Regions from separate parts of the Mus musculus genome. Here regions 1 and 3 are each linked to region 2. Evidence: chromatin contacts called from public HiChIP or PLAC-seq data. All regions are on one chromosome and are shown on one strand. Each heading gives the region's core, a stretch centred on a gene start, on an enhancer-like site or on the middle of the called end of the contact. The rest is flanking DNA. Distances are from core to core; before and after follow the strand shown.

Region 1 (4,726 bases), core at 1,743-4,242, 580 kb after region 2:
TTTCCAGGCTGAAGAAATGGCCAGTGTCTGGCTTGGAAAGCTCACATCCTCCTTGTAGACGCAGATCAGGCAGAGCCCGCATACCCACCAGGCCCTGGGGCAGCCCCCTTCTCCTCTCAGCTGCATAAGCCTCAGAGAGCCCAGGCCTGGGGATGTGAAACACATCCTGTGGTCCAGGAATGACAGTGCATTTCTTTAATTTTTCAATTCATGTCCCAACTAACAGCATTTCCAAGGACCCCCATCCAGGTAGATGAGGGGTGTCACGTGTGGGTCTGTTGAATTCCACCACTTGAGAATGCATCTCCCTTTCCCCTTCCTGGGAGCCATTACACCCATTGGCCGTCTTAAAAACCCTGCATGACCTTTGTCCTAGAAATTACTTCTGGGAATCGATATTAATAATAAAGACAGTTCCTCGTCTGATAATTTGGTATTGTACATGGACAAAGCAGAAAGGGCCTTACAGGAGCAAAGGGGGTTAAACTGTACAATCTCTGCTTCAGCCATGCCCTAGAATATGAATAAATACACAGGGATGGCTCAGCGGTTAAGCACACTGGCTGCTCTTCCAGAGGACCTGGTTCGATTCCCAGCACCCTCATGGCAGCTCTGAACCATGTGTAATTCCAGGTCCAGGGATCCAGTCTTCTTCTGCGCACACACACACCCATGGTACACATGTTCACACATGAGTGCAAAGCACTCACACACATAAGATACAGATAAATCGGAGGCTGGTGAGATGGCTCAGCGGTTAAGAGTGCCGACTGCTCTTCCAAAAGTCCTGAGTTCAAATCTCAGCAACCACATGGTGGCTCACAACCATCCGTAACAAAATCTGATGCCCTCTTCTGGAGTGTCTGAAGACAGCTACAGTGTACTTACATTTAATAAATAAATAAATAAATATTTTTTTAAAAAAGATACAGATAAATCAATCAGGCACTGTGTGAAAGTGTCTCAGATGGCTGTCAATAAAAAAAAAGCAAACAGAAGCTGGGCAGTGGTGGTGCACACCTTTAATCCTAGCACTTGGAAGGCAAAAGCAGGCAGATCTCTGAGTTCAAGGCCAGCCTGGTCTACAGGGTGAGTTCCAGGACAGCCAGGGCTACACAGAGAAACCCTGTCTCGAAAAACCAAAAAAAAAAAAAGCAGACAGCAAAGCACCGTGGAGTGAACACCATCAGGTTCCAAAAACATGGCTACATCTAAGGCTGTACCTAACGTATGCCGAGGAAAAATGACATAAAATGCTAATGACGTTCCTTTCTGGGGGATTTCTCTCACCTTTAAAAAGTTGTCTGCCTTTTTTTTCCCCACTCATACAATGAATCAGTAATGCATCTCTTGTTTCTGAACATGTTGCTGGGACTGGCTGCTTGGCTCCGATCCCTTCCTGAACACCTTGGGACAAGTCACCTGACCTCGCTGCTTCGGGCTTCTCACCTGTACAATGCCGGCAGCAGCTGCCTCGGTGTTTGAGGGTTGAAGTTAATGTATGCAAAACATGGAGCTTGTGAACTCGGAGATAATAACACCCCAGTGCCAGCTGTTTTTATTATTTGCTTAATTTTCTACATATAAACATGTCACTGCACAGCTCCAGGGGTACCGCAGTGCCAGCTAGACTCCAATGGAGAGGAGATTAAGCCAACACTCACACCCGATTAATCCGAGGCGGTTGGGAGCAGTGATTAATTCAGAGCAGTTGGGACGATGCTGTGTGAGCACACTAAGCAGAGCCTTGTTGAAGGTTTTGATCATTTTCTTAAGAGCATGCGAGGCATGGCACTGAACGGCCTCAAGCAGGGTGGTGGTCAGAGTCCGCTGGGTTGAAACTCCATGTCTACACTGTGTGCTGAGGACTGGAGTCTTCCCATAAGACCGCGGCGGGTATAGAACCAGACAGAAGCTGGCCGCCCTAGAAAAGCACCTCGCCCTCACCCTGCTCAAACCCCAGCAACTCAGGACCTTCAGGAAGTGGACTCCCCACCCTGCCACATACTTGGAGAGAAAAATTGGTCGGGGGTATAGCCGGGCTAAATCTGAAGTGACTAGAGGGGGACACCCCAGAAAGTCTCAGAGGCCATGCCTTCTGGTGGGCCCACCACTCCACACAGAGACATCCCATGGATGGATGGACACCAGGGGTTCTCGGGTGGCCTAGCTGTGGGGTCCCTGAAGGCAGACAGCCCCCACACGTGAGTGCCCTACCCGGGCCCAGGTCCTTGGTCATCTCTGGAACTCTGACAGGCCTTAAAGGAGTCGTGGGATCCTTCTCTCTCTTCTGCAGTCAGATCTCTGTCCCTTCCTGACTGTCCCTTCATGTTCCCCAGTCCCCCATCCAGGCATCTCTGTCCCTGCATGATGTCCCACCCATGATGTCTCTTTTCAGACTGTGTACCCTAGAAGGCAGAGATTGCCCTGAGCTGGGAGGTAACAGTACTTGGGCTTAATAGACACTCAATAAATATTTGGGGAAGTGGATTTGTGCAGGGAACAGAGTTGAGAAGAGAAAGCAGAGGCGAGTGGGTCTCAGCTCTTCTCTCCGAGCCCCTGACGCTGTGTTATGATGTAGCCTGCTTCACTTCACGCGATGGTCTCTGCAGGAGTCAGAGACCATCCCAGGACCTAGCTTGATGTCCCCAGGTAGGTTAACACTTTTTAGTGGATCCCTAAGAGCCTGACATCTGAGTGATCCCCAATTCTCCAAGACTCCCTTCCTTTGACTAGAACTAAGCATTAAGTACTTCCAGGCAGGGTGTCACATACAGAAGTGCTCAGTGCATGCATTCTCTTGCCATTTGCCCTTCAGACTGGGGATGATAGCATCAGGTGGGGGCCTGACCATGTCCTCCCTCAGCTCCCTGCTCTGTGGGCTGTGTGACTTGGTACTTCGGGCTGGCCAGCGTGGGAGGGGTTGGGGATAAAGCACCTCCTAAGGAAGGCCATCTGACAGCTCCAGGACCGTGGTGACAAGTTAATGAGTTCCACTGCGGTTACCCAAGGCACACGTCTGGGCCACGAGGCCGGCTGTCTGCCGTGTTGACCTTTAAAGGTGAGCATTTAACGCCCACGATCACTCACCTCTGATCGAATGTTCTGAAGATGAAGCCTGTCGGCGGGGAAAGTGATCACTCTGCCTCCCGCCCCCACACGACACTGTCCTCCCTTCTGAGTCATCGCACAGCTTTGCAAGACTGGTTCCCTCCGGCTCTGGCTGGAAAAACAGTACTTCCTGCCCTGCCTGCTGTTGACTGCCAGCCCAAGGCCCCTTCACCCCCAGCCCTCTTTCCACATAACTCTTTGATCCCAATCCATTCTTAAGCTCCTTGTCCACCCATCTCTGCAGTCGCTGATCAGGGAGGATCACCCCCCGCGCCCCAGGGGGAGACTCACTACAGAGAACAGGAGCTAAGCTAATCCAAGCTCACAAGGCGCCTATGGGTGTCATTTTATTCAGTAGGAAGCCCAGCAGCAGAGTAGGTTCCAAGGTGGGCTGACTCAACAGCTCTTTGTTGACCCCAAAGGTTGGCCTCTGGCCCCCTATACCTGTCTGCAATGTGTCCCCCACCACAGTTTGTTCCCAAAAGTGCATATTGCCTGTCTGTCCACGGAAACAAATCAACAGCCATTATGGATATTCGAAACATGATACATAGAACTGGCATATAAGCCAGCAACCCAAAGGAAATGAATACACGACACCAAAAAGACACCTACACGCCTCTGTACAACAGAGACCATTACAGAAAACCACAGCTGCTCAGAATGCAGAGAACAAGCCAGCAGGGCACTGCCCCGGTTGGTACATCAGCACTACAGTTCCTTCACCTAAGGCTTGGGGAAACTTTACAAAAGAGAGAACAGAAAGATTGCAGTTTTCCAGAAGACCAGAAAGTCAGCTGTGAGATTGTGTCCACTAGAAATAACAAAGTTTACTCATGATACCTCAACAATATGGCTGCCCTGGATAAGTACAGGAAGAGGGAAATCTCACAGGGCTGCACCCCTACACAGAGCGCCAAGGGTTCAGGAATGAGGCCCAACTGGTTATCCAATACCAAGTGGTCAGCCCTGAAATTGAACATACACTAAAGGGTGTGTGTGTGTGTGTGTGTGTGTGTGTGTGTGTGTGTGTGTGTGTATAAGGGGGTAGGAATGACAATTAAAGGAGAAGAGACCATGAATTTGACAAGGAACAAGGAAGGGGACATGGGAGGGACTGGAGAGAGCAAGAGGAAGGGTAGAAATAATGTAATTATATTCTAATCTTAAAAATAATTAAATCATGTATTAGAAAAACAGGACACCTACCTGCACTCCCATGTTTGTTGTAGAAGTACCCACCCCAAGTAACCAGTGCTCAGACATGGAAAACATGGCGGACCTACCCAGGAGACTATTCCTCGGCTCTAAAAGGGATGAAATTGGGGCTGGAGATATGGCTCAGCAGTTAAGAGCACTGACTGCTCTTCCAGAGGTCCTGAGTTCAATTCCCAGGAACCACATGGTGGCTCACAACCATCTGTAATGGGATCTGATGCCCTCTTCTGGTGTGTCTGAAGACAACAACTATGTACTCGTATAAATAAAATAAATAAATAATTTAAAATTTAAAAAAGAGAGAGAGAGAATAGACCTCGAAATGACTAGAAAAGCAGCTGTGTGATTTCCAGTACATAAAAGGATTACAGGTTGAAGATATGCCAGTGGCCCCAAC
Region 2 (4,550 bases), core at 1,515-4,014:
TATCTCCAGGATGATTTCATTTTGTGTTTTCTTTATTGCTTCTATTTCTATTTTCAGTTATTGCACAGTTTTGTTCATCTCTTTCACCTATTTGATTGTATTTTCCTGTATTTCTTTAAGGGATTTATTCGTTTCCTCTTCAAAGGCCTCTCTTATCTTCATAAGACTGGGTTTAAGGTCATCTTCTTGTGTTTCACCAGTGTTAGGGTGTCCAGGGCTTGCTCTAGCATTATTGCTGGGGTCTAGTGTTATCATATTGTCCTGGCTCTTTTTGATTGTGTTCTTACACTCCCCTTTAGCCATTTGGTTGCCCCTGATGTTGATTAGATGTTCCTGATGCCAGTAGGACTTCTCAGTAGGAGGCAGGCAGAGAGCCTGATGATAGATCTCAGGGAGCAGGATGCTAGTCACATTTGCTGGCTATTTTCCAGCTGGACCTGGCTGTTAGGGGCGTGGTTGGGGAGAGATCTAAGCCTAATCCTCCTGGGACCCCAAAAGGCTCCTTGGGATGGCAGGGTGAGCCATGTACCAGACAATAGAGATGAGAGGACAGCAGGCAATACACCTTTGGCTGTGCCCCAAGTGGACTCACTTTGTCCATTTTTAATTGGGCTTTCCCTGGCCATTGAGTTATATGAATCCTTTCTCTGGCTTTTTGTACTAACCTGTTGAGCATGGTTTATAGCTGTCATCTCACTTCTGCTCCCGTACTATAAGGCCACCTTTGCTGATGACCTTTGACAATACTACTTGTCTACTTTCACCTCTTGTTTGTGCTCTTAGGGGTCAAATCCAAAAAAAACATCACTGCCCAGATTGATGTCATGAAGTTCTTCTCTGCCTTAGTTCCCTTTCTATTGCCATGAAGAGACACCATGGCCAAGGCAAGTCTTATAAAAGAAAGCATTTAACTGAGAGCTTGCTTGTAGTTTTAGAGAGTTAGTCCATACCTGTTCTAATAGGCCACACCTCCTACTCTCTCTAATCTATTTCAAACAATTCTACTCTTTGGTGACTAAGCATTCAAATATATGTGTATTTGGGGGCCATTCTTGCTCAGCTCACCAAATTCCCTTTGTTTACTTTTAGTAGCTTTATAGTTTAAAATATAAAGTTGAGTCTTTAATCAATTTGAGCTGGTTTTATATATGGAGTAAGATGAGGGGCAAATTCCTTTTTCTCCATGTGGATTTCCATGGTAAAGGGTACCTTCTATCCATGCGTGCTCTAGCATTATTGTTGAGAGTCAGCTGATTCTCAGTGAGTACACTGGTCTCAAGTCAGGGCTCCGCACAGACAGTCCCATACCAAGCAGCTGCAGGACACAAACCTGGAGGCAGAGACCCTGGACTTATCAGTCCTTGTAGCATATACTTTGGGATACATGTAGTTCTGGAAGGCCAGTGACGCTGGATGGTTGTATGAATTACTTTTCTGCTGCTGTAATAAAACACCAGAACCAAAGGTGTCTTACTGAAGACTCTATTTTGGCTTAAAGTTTCAGAGAGTTGGAGCCCATGTTGGTAGACACAGAAGACAGACAGATCAGGAAGCTGAAAGATTGCATTTCAAACAGGCATGGGACAGAATGAGTGGGTGGTAGTATAAAGCTAAGACCTCTGAAAAACCCAGCCCTGGTGATGCACCTCCAGCAAGACTGTACCACTTAAAGCTCCCCATACAGCACCACCAACTGGGCAGCAAGTGTTTGAATGCCTGAGCCTATGGTGGGCATTTCAAACTCAAAGCAGCACAGTGATCACCATGGAAACAATCACTTTCTGGCCAAGGGGACTCATGGCATTTGTTGGGACCTAGAACTGTGCAACCCACTCCAGTGACCATAGCCAAGCCTGGGCAGGCTGGAATGGCAAACTTGCAGGACAGAAGGCTCTGGAGGATATCCCTAGAGGCTTGAGGGACTGGCTAGGGTGTTGGAGTCAGGGGAGGTATATTCATGAGAGAAAGGGCTGAGAAAGGGTAGGATCCATGGAGGCTTGCAACATGTTCTGGGCTTCCTGTCAAGGCATCTACTCTGGACACTATTGGGGTATGACTCTGAGGGTAAAGGAAGAGGATGCACAAAGGGGACACAAACATTCCAGGCAGGAACTTTTGCCATAGTTCATGTAGAGGCAGAGGGGTGTGGTCCTGAGGATGAAGCATAGCTTAGGGTCTCAATGGCAATGGATATCCTTTCAAGAAGAGGGATCAAGCCAGTGGAGACTTGGGATATTAGGGAAAGAACTCAGGGAAGACTGGCAGTATCTGGAAGAATTCTTAAGTACAGCCTAGAGATAATGGCAATGGGGGGACCTAGAGGAGAGCTAGGACCTGGGTCCTCAGCTCAGGTCCCTGGGGCTAGGATATTAAGTGGGAGGTGTGACAGTAGCCAAACAGCCTGAACCTGGGCTGGAGGTCAGAGTGGAGAGCACCTACTTATGATGGAGGGCACCAGAGCCCTGCTGCACATATCTTTGATGCCCAAGTAATGCCCTAGGAGGCAGTATGAACCGAGTTCTGCTTCAAGTCTGAGCTCTGAGGGCAGCAGGCTCAGTTTCATATGCCACCCCCCCCCCCCCATGTGTTTCCAGAACTCCAGTCTTTGGAGACTGGTTTGGCACCAACCAAAAACCACAAGCAAATTGCCAGTGGTAAAATATCTCATAAACATCGCTTCTTGCAAAATCCTGGTCATAACCACGGAGCATTACCCAACAGTGAAGCAAGACCTGTGTACCTTACTGGAGAGTCCAGGGTCCCCTGGACGGTGTGTCCTGCCAGCTTGGGAGTTCCCATTCTTGGTGGCCAGATTCCTCAATGGCTACTTGGAGCAGCAAAGAGAAGCAGAGACCAAGGACCCTTGAGACCAGAGCTTCTTTCCCCTCCTGCCAGTAGGAAGTGTTTACTGCCCAGAGCTGACTTGGGCCTGCCAAACACCCGGCTTCTGGTGGCCAATGGGCTTCTGGCTCTACAGTGAGAGCCATGATCCAAATGTGCTCAGTGAGCAGAAGCAGAAGTGAGGACACACTGGATCTGGCAGGGTGTGGCAAGGCAAGAGATTTATCTTGCTCTACTTGGGCATCCCTGGACCCATGGTGTGAAGAGAACTCTGATAGACCATCAAAGGGGTGGAGTGGAGAATGGTCTCTATTGGCTTCACTTAGATGGAAGTAGCGCCCATTTAGAAATGAAGAATCTTCCCCAAGCACATGGTGAGGGGTCCCAGCAGTGTGCTTGCATAGTTTACACACTGAATCATCATCCTCCCAGATCCAAAGTTAATATTCTTGGTTGCCACTTGTAATGTGATCTTGTGGTTTCTGGCTTCCTGCAGACTTACCCTGCCTGTCATAAGTGGCTGAATTCCATTCTTTTCAAAGTTTGAATGATAGCCCACTGTGTACAGGTATATCATACTTATTCATTTACATGGATAGACATGGAGGAGCTATTGTTATTTGATGGCCATTGTAGGAAGGACAGTCAAGTTTCATCATAGGTGGCCCATGCACCAGTGGGTGATACCCTGTACCCATGGACATACAAGCATTGTTACTGACTCAGTGGCTTATTTTAAAAAGTGTAGAAGACATGAAGATGGGAGGGGAATGTGGAGGGAGTCCTGAGAAAGTTGAAGAAGGAAAGCAGGAAGTGGGGTAGGGGTGAGTATGACCTAACATTTGGTATGTATATATGAAATTATTAAAGAAAAAAATTTAAAGAAAAAATGTCTTCGCTCATTCTACAATTAGCATTTTGTTTTCTCCTGGTTGAATTATTTCAGTTCCTTATGTACTTTAGATATTAACCTTATGATATGTGGCTTAAAAATAAATATATATTATATATATATATATTTATATACATAAATATATATATATTTCATTCTCAAAGCTGCTGGCTGTGGTGGCATACTCCTTTAATTCTCGCACTTGGGAGGTAAAGAAGGGTGGATCTCTATGTCTTCAAACTAGCCTGGTCCTAATAGTGAGTTACAAGCTAGTCAAGGCTGCATAGTGAGACCTTACCTAAAAAAAGTGCTCTAAGTTATATAAGGCTAAATATCTCAATGTCATGGAAACTGCTCCCTCTTGTTTTCTTCTAGTGATTGTACAGTTTGGGATCATATGTAATGTCTCAAGGTTTTACTGCAGTGAAGAGACACCTAAACCAAGGCAGTTCTTATAAAGGACAGCATTTAACTGGAGCAGGCTTATAAGTTCAGAGATTTAGTCCATTTTCATCATGGCAGGAGGCACGGAAGCATCCAGGCAGACATCACACTGGAGGAGATGAAAATTCTACATCTTATTATGAAGGCAAACAGGTGAAGACTGTCTTCAAGGCAGCTAGGAGGAGGGTCTCAAAGCTCACCCCCAGTGACACACTTCCTCCAACAAAGCCACACCTACTCCAACAAGGTCACACCTCCTAACAGTGCCATTCCTTGGGCCAAGCATATACAAACCACACATGTAATAAGTTTTAAAGTTTGGAAGTTGATCTTTGCATATGGTGTCTGATAATGGTTCAGTTTCCTTATTGGA
Region 3 (4,144 bases), core at 1,179-3,678, 860 kb before region 2:
CTAGAGCCCCCAGTGGGGGACTTGAGACATTAACAGATAGCTGTCTCTTAGTTTTTCTGTATGAACCTAAGCTAGAGTTAATTTTTTTTCTGACTCACTAACTTGCTGTTAAAGGCACAAATTAAGCCTTTTGGAAGAATCCATAGCAAAACTGTCAGTCGGTGTAGAAAAGATAATGGAGCCCATGTTGGGTTGTGTTCGTAGGGTTGTTGTTTTATGCAATTACAATTTACCTTGTTTCTCTTTTTCTGGGTTTTAAGAAATCTAACTAAGAATGGGCCTCCAACTCAGAAGAGTTATTGGTTACTTTTTTTGAATGGCATTGCCCTTTCAGAGAGCAGTGAACATCCATCTTATAAGAAGTTATAAATGTGTGTTCCAGATTCTCTGAAGAAGGGGTGCATCTCCCCCAGCCAGCACGTGTTGAGTGCTCTCCTGCCCTCTACTGGGTGTGGCATGACAGGGAGGACTTGAGTGCTGTTGGCCTCAGGTCCCACAGCTGGCCTGTTCTGGGGCCTGCTGGACCCTCTGCCATCCAGAGCCAAGGCCCCATCTAACTCATGCTGCTGTACCCAGAAGAGTAGCTCTCTGCCTCATTTATTGGACCAGGCATTGTGCCATGCACTGGGGACACAGGAAGCAAAGACAGCTTATGCCCTGGCTATGCTGCCTGGGTTGGGTTTTGACTTACCCAAATCCTAGGAGACTCTGTACCTATCACCTACCCTGGTGGCTTCTCTTGTGACAGGTATTGATGACCTAGAAGCTTGCCCGATTCCTTTAAAGACCATCCCTCACCAGCCACCAGAGCAGAGCCATGACTTCTTCTGAACCCCCAAGGCCTTTCCTTATCCTTCTTGGCACTCCTCTAACCTCCCTGCTGCGCACACATGTGCACAATACTCACACACTCGTGCATACACACCAAGATAGGATCTCACTGTGTAGCTATCGCTGACATGGGATTTGCTATGTAGGACAGGCTCCTCTAGAGGCTGTGTCACGAGCCTTTACTGAGCTGTTTAGTTTTTCAGAAGATACAGTTTTATGTTGCTCTGACTGGTGTCCACATTCAGTGTTCCCCAGGCTGACCTTGACCCTAATCTCTCTGCCTTCCCCTCCAAGTCCTGGGATTGCACATGTATACAATCATGCCAGGCTTTATGTGACTTTTCCTTCATAACCTGGATGTCTCTTTCTGTCTTCCCAACTACATCTGAGTATTCCTGTCTGTCCTTCCTTACCCCTCTAAGGTGCACACTGCCCAAGGATCCCTCCCTGACTCCCCAGGCCCCCTCCCCCAGTACCTCCCTGCTGCTGTGTTTCCTCTGTCCATCATAGCACTTAGGTGCCACCTGGACCATTTCCTGATGATTTTGAGGAAGGGACCTGTGTTTCTTAGTCACTGCTGTACCCGGTGTGATCACAGTAGGTGGCACATGTTTGGAGTGTTGTGAATACTGCAGGAAGGAGCTGTCTTGTGCTGCCCCTGCAGGTTAGCTGTGGCAGTCCAGGCTTGAGCTGGAGATGCTGGGGAGGGCTCCTGGCCTCATTTTCTTGAGTAGATGGATCCTGTCACTTAGTATCCTTTCTGGGCCATGGAAAACTCGTCTAGGTCAAAGTGCAAGTTCAGGGTGTCTGGGCCAGTGCTGTTGTGAGAGAGCTGGCTGGAGTGCTAGGCTGGGCAAGCCTGGTGTCTGACTGTTTCATGGACACCCTGACCTCCATGGATGCAAGAAACCCAGAGGCAGGCTGGGAGGACTCCTTCTGCAAGCCTCTCTTTTTCAGCCCAGAGTGCTGGGACAGTTTCTCTGCCAGGAAGGCAACCGGTGCCTATTCTGACTGCCATTCTGATCCTGATGGTTCTTTGAAGGGTAGGAGGTTCTCTTGAGAAGACCCAGTGTTCTTCCCTTATTCCCCTGGTCCCCCTGCCAGAGAGGGATCACTGTTCTCCTGGGAACATTCCCTAAGGTCACTTTCCCTTCAGGAAGCATCTGTCATGTGCTCAAACCAAAGTGTTGAAGCCACTGGTGCATATGAGCAAAGTGTTGAGAGCTCAGCACAAGAAGGAGGTGGAGGCTATGTGGTCCTGGTCTCAGGTCCACCCCTCCACCCCACACAAGACAGGAGGCAGAGGCTATGTGGTCCTGGCCTCAGGCAGCGAGGTAGATCAGTTAGCCGGCCTGAGCACCGCTACTGGCTTTGCCAGTGATAGGGAGAATGCAGGCAGGCAGGTTTGCTTCTCTGAGTCCTGAATGTTCTACCCTGTGCTGGTCAGTCAGAGGTCTCAGTGGGAGTGTCACCTGCTGCCTGTTTGGACCCTCAGTTCATCCCTTTGCTACTCAGGAGAATCCTGGGGCTCGCTGGCTGAGGCTGCCGCAGCCTGGGGCTTCTTCCTGGGAGGTGTCCTCCCCACAGCTGCCCCTGTGAGGAGCCATTGCACTCTCTCTCTGTCAAGTAGGGTGTTTTAAAATCTGAGACGTTTCTTCCCAAAGTACTGTTTCTCCACTTTTATTCTTCGAATAGAACTTTAATTCAGTTGCACATTCATATTTAAAATCTCATAGGAATTAATTTCATGAAATCGAGTTGTTTTCCTTCCTACCTCTCACAAAGCAGTATCACCAAGCTTCCTTTGGTGTCTTTGGCGTCGGCGTCATCATTATCCCCCGAGCCGCTCTGACTCATCTAATGCAGTTTTCTCCAGCAAGCGTGTCAGCCTCGCTTCCCATCAGCCTTCTCAGATCCTGCCCTTGGTGAATCAGAGTATGCCGCTGACACTGGGAACTTTCCACCTTGCCTCAGGCACTCATTTGTGAAACTTTGAGGTGGCTTATCCCCTGAGTTTTAGTCAGGGCTGTAGAGCAGGACCTGCCATACATCCCAGTGACCCTGCGCTTCATACAGGGTACTTTGTCCCCTTCTCCAGGGGCCTCACTTGTCTTGTCACTGGCTCCTCCATTCTTGGGGATGAGAAGTGATGCAACAGAGGCCACAGGCCGCTTGTGCACCCATCTCTGTGAGGTAAACAGACTCCTCTAAGGTGGGTGTGCAGACTGAAGGGAAAGACAGGAAAAGGAATAGTTTCTCAGGTCTTAGGGGCATCATAGGGGCATCATAGGGCTTCAGAAACCCACCTGTCCCTTTTACAAAGCAGAGCATAGCTCTTCTGGAGATACCCGTAAGCCAGACTCCATCGTGAGAGAGGCCTCAGCAACCCTTCACGTACACAGCTTCCTAGTCTCAGGAAGCCAGGGCTCCACCATGTGCGTTTGGAGACTGGCAGTCTGAGATCAAAGTGACCTCAGGAGGGGTTCCCTGTTTGTTGTATAAAACTACTAGATCGCTATGTTCTCACAAGGCCTTTGCAGTGAGTGTGCGTGCGTGTGCGTGTATGTGTGTGTGTGTATAGGGGTTTCACGCTTCACATCCTATGTCAAATGGTTGTTCTTATAAGGATAGGAACCCTGTGGGATCAGGGCCCCAGCCTTAGGCTATCATGTAATTACATCCTTAGCAGCTTATTCTAAATGCAGCCATGTAGGACTCTGGTGTAGGAATTTGGGAAAGATATGGCCCTAAGCATACCCAGATATTGCCTGGTCCTCAGAGGATCTCAGTGAGTTTGTGTTGTGACTGAGTCTGAACGAGTACAAACAACGAGATAGAACTGGTCTCAGAGGTACTACCTAGCTGCCAAAGTCCCAGGAGCCCTTGGGGCAGATGACCTCCTATCCTGAGCCTGCCTGAGCTCTGACTGCTGACTCTGAAGAATATACCAGATGAAGGCTAGGGACAAGACCTACTGGTTGGAGCCTCCACTTCTGACACTCCTCCACCCCTGTCACTTCTGAAACAGGAATTGTAACCTTTGACTTAGATGAAACTCAGCTCAGTGTATGTTCATAGCAATGTTTGTCTTGCCCTTTCTCTAGCCAGTGCACTAGAGCTGATTATTACAAGTTTGAGCACAGCCTTGGCTACGTAGTACATTCTAGGCTGGCTTGGGCTATAGGGTGAGAGTCTGTCTCAAGTGAGAGCTGGGCATCTAGCACAGTGGTGGAAGTCTGCATAGAATGCTCAAGGCCTGCTTCTGTCTCTGGCACTACAAAACAAATGAAGAAACAGTGTCTTTCTGGTACAG

The links. HiChIP or PLAC-seq counts read pairs in DNA pulled down with a chosen protein or histone mark.
Region 1: a contact with region 2 is called in an H3K27ac HiChIP or PLAC-seq map of the NIH/3T3 cell line, with 10 times the contacts expected there. The contact joins two enhancer-like sites. A contact is called at or near these places in 1 of 15 datasets of contacts at CTCF or cohesin (the NIH/3T3 cell line), 3 of 484 Hi-C or Micro-C datasets (the C3H10T1/2 cell line, the MC3T3-E1 cell line and liver) and 4 of 115 datasets of contacts at active chromatin or transcription factors (the NIH/3T3 cell line, embryonic basal ganglia, fibro-adipogenic progenitors and 1 more).
Region 3: a contact with region 2 is called in a CTCF HiChIP or PLAC-seq map of the NIH/3T3 cell line, with 5 read pairs. The contact joins two enhancer-like sites. A contact is called at or near these places in 1 of 15 datasets of contacts at CTCF or cohesin (the NIH/3T3 cell line) and 1 of 115 datasets of contacts at active chromatin or transcription factors (the NIH/3T3 cell line).

Annotation. Positions count from the first base shown.
Region 1 is chr12:110,378,334-110,383,059 of GRCm38.p6, forward strand. No RefSeq gene overlaps it. Among named protein-coding and RNA genes, the nearest start is that of Gm40577, 37 kb to the right of the region's middle. Within about 2 kb of position 2,993, at least 91 of the 459 cell types and tissues checked have an H3K27ac peak or open chromatin away from gene starts, as enhancers often do. A contact at or near this core is called in the NIH/3T3 cell line, where this site is marked.
Region 2 is chr12:109,796,322-109,800,871 of GRCm38.p6, forward strand. No RefSeq gene overlaps it. Among named protein-coding and RNA genes, the nearest start is that of Mir3072, 51 kb to the left of the region's middle. Within about 2 kb of position 2,765, at least 27 of the 459 cell types and tissues checked have an H3K27ac peak or open chromatin away from gene starts, as enhancers often do. A contact at or near this core is called in the NIH/3T3 cell line, where this site is marked.
Region 3 is chr12:108,939,978-108,944,121 of GRCm38.p6, forward strand. All of the region lies in intron 2 of Wdr25 (WD repeat domain 25), which reads left to right. Among named protein-coding and RNA genes, the nearest start is that of Wdr25, 48 kb to the left of the region's middle. Within about 2 kb of position 2,429, at least 33 of the 459 cell types and tissues checked have an H3K27ac peak or open chromatin away from gene starts, as enhancers often do. A contact at or near this core is called in the NIH/3T3 cell line, where this site is marked.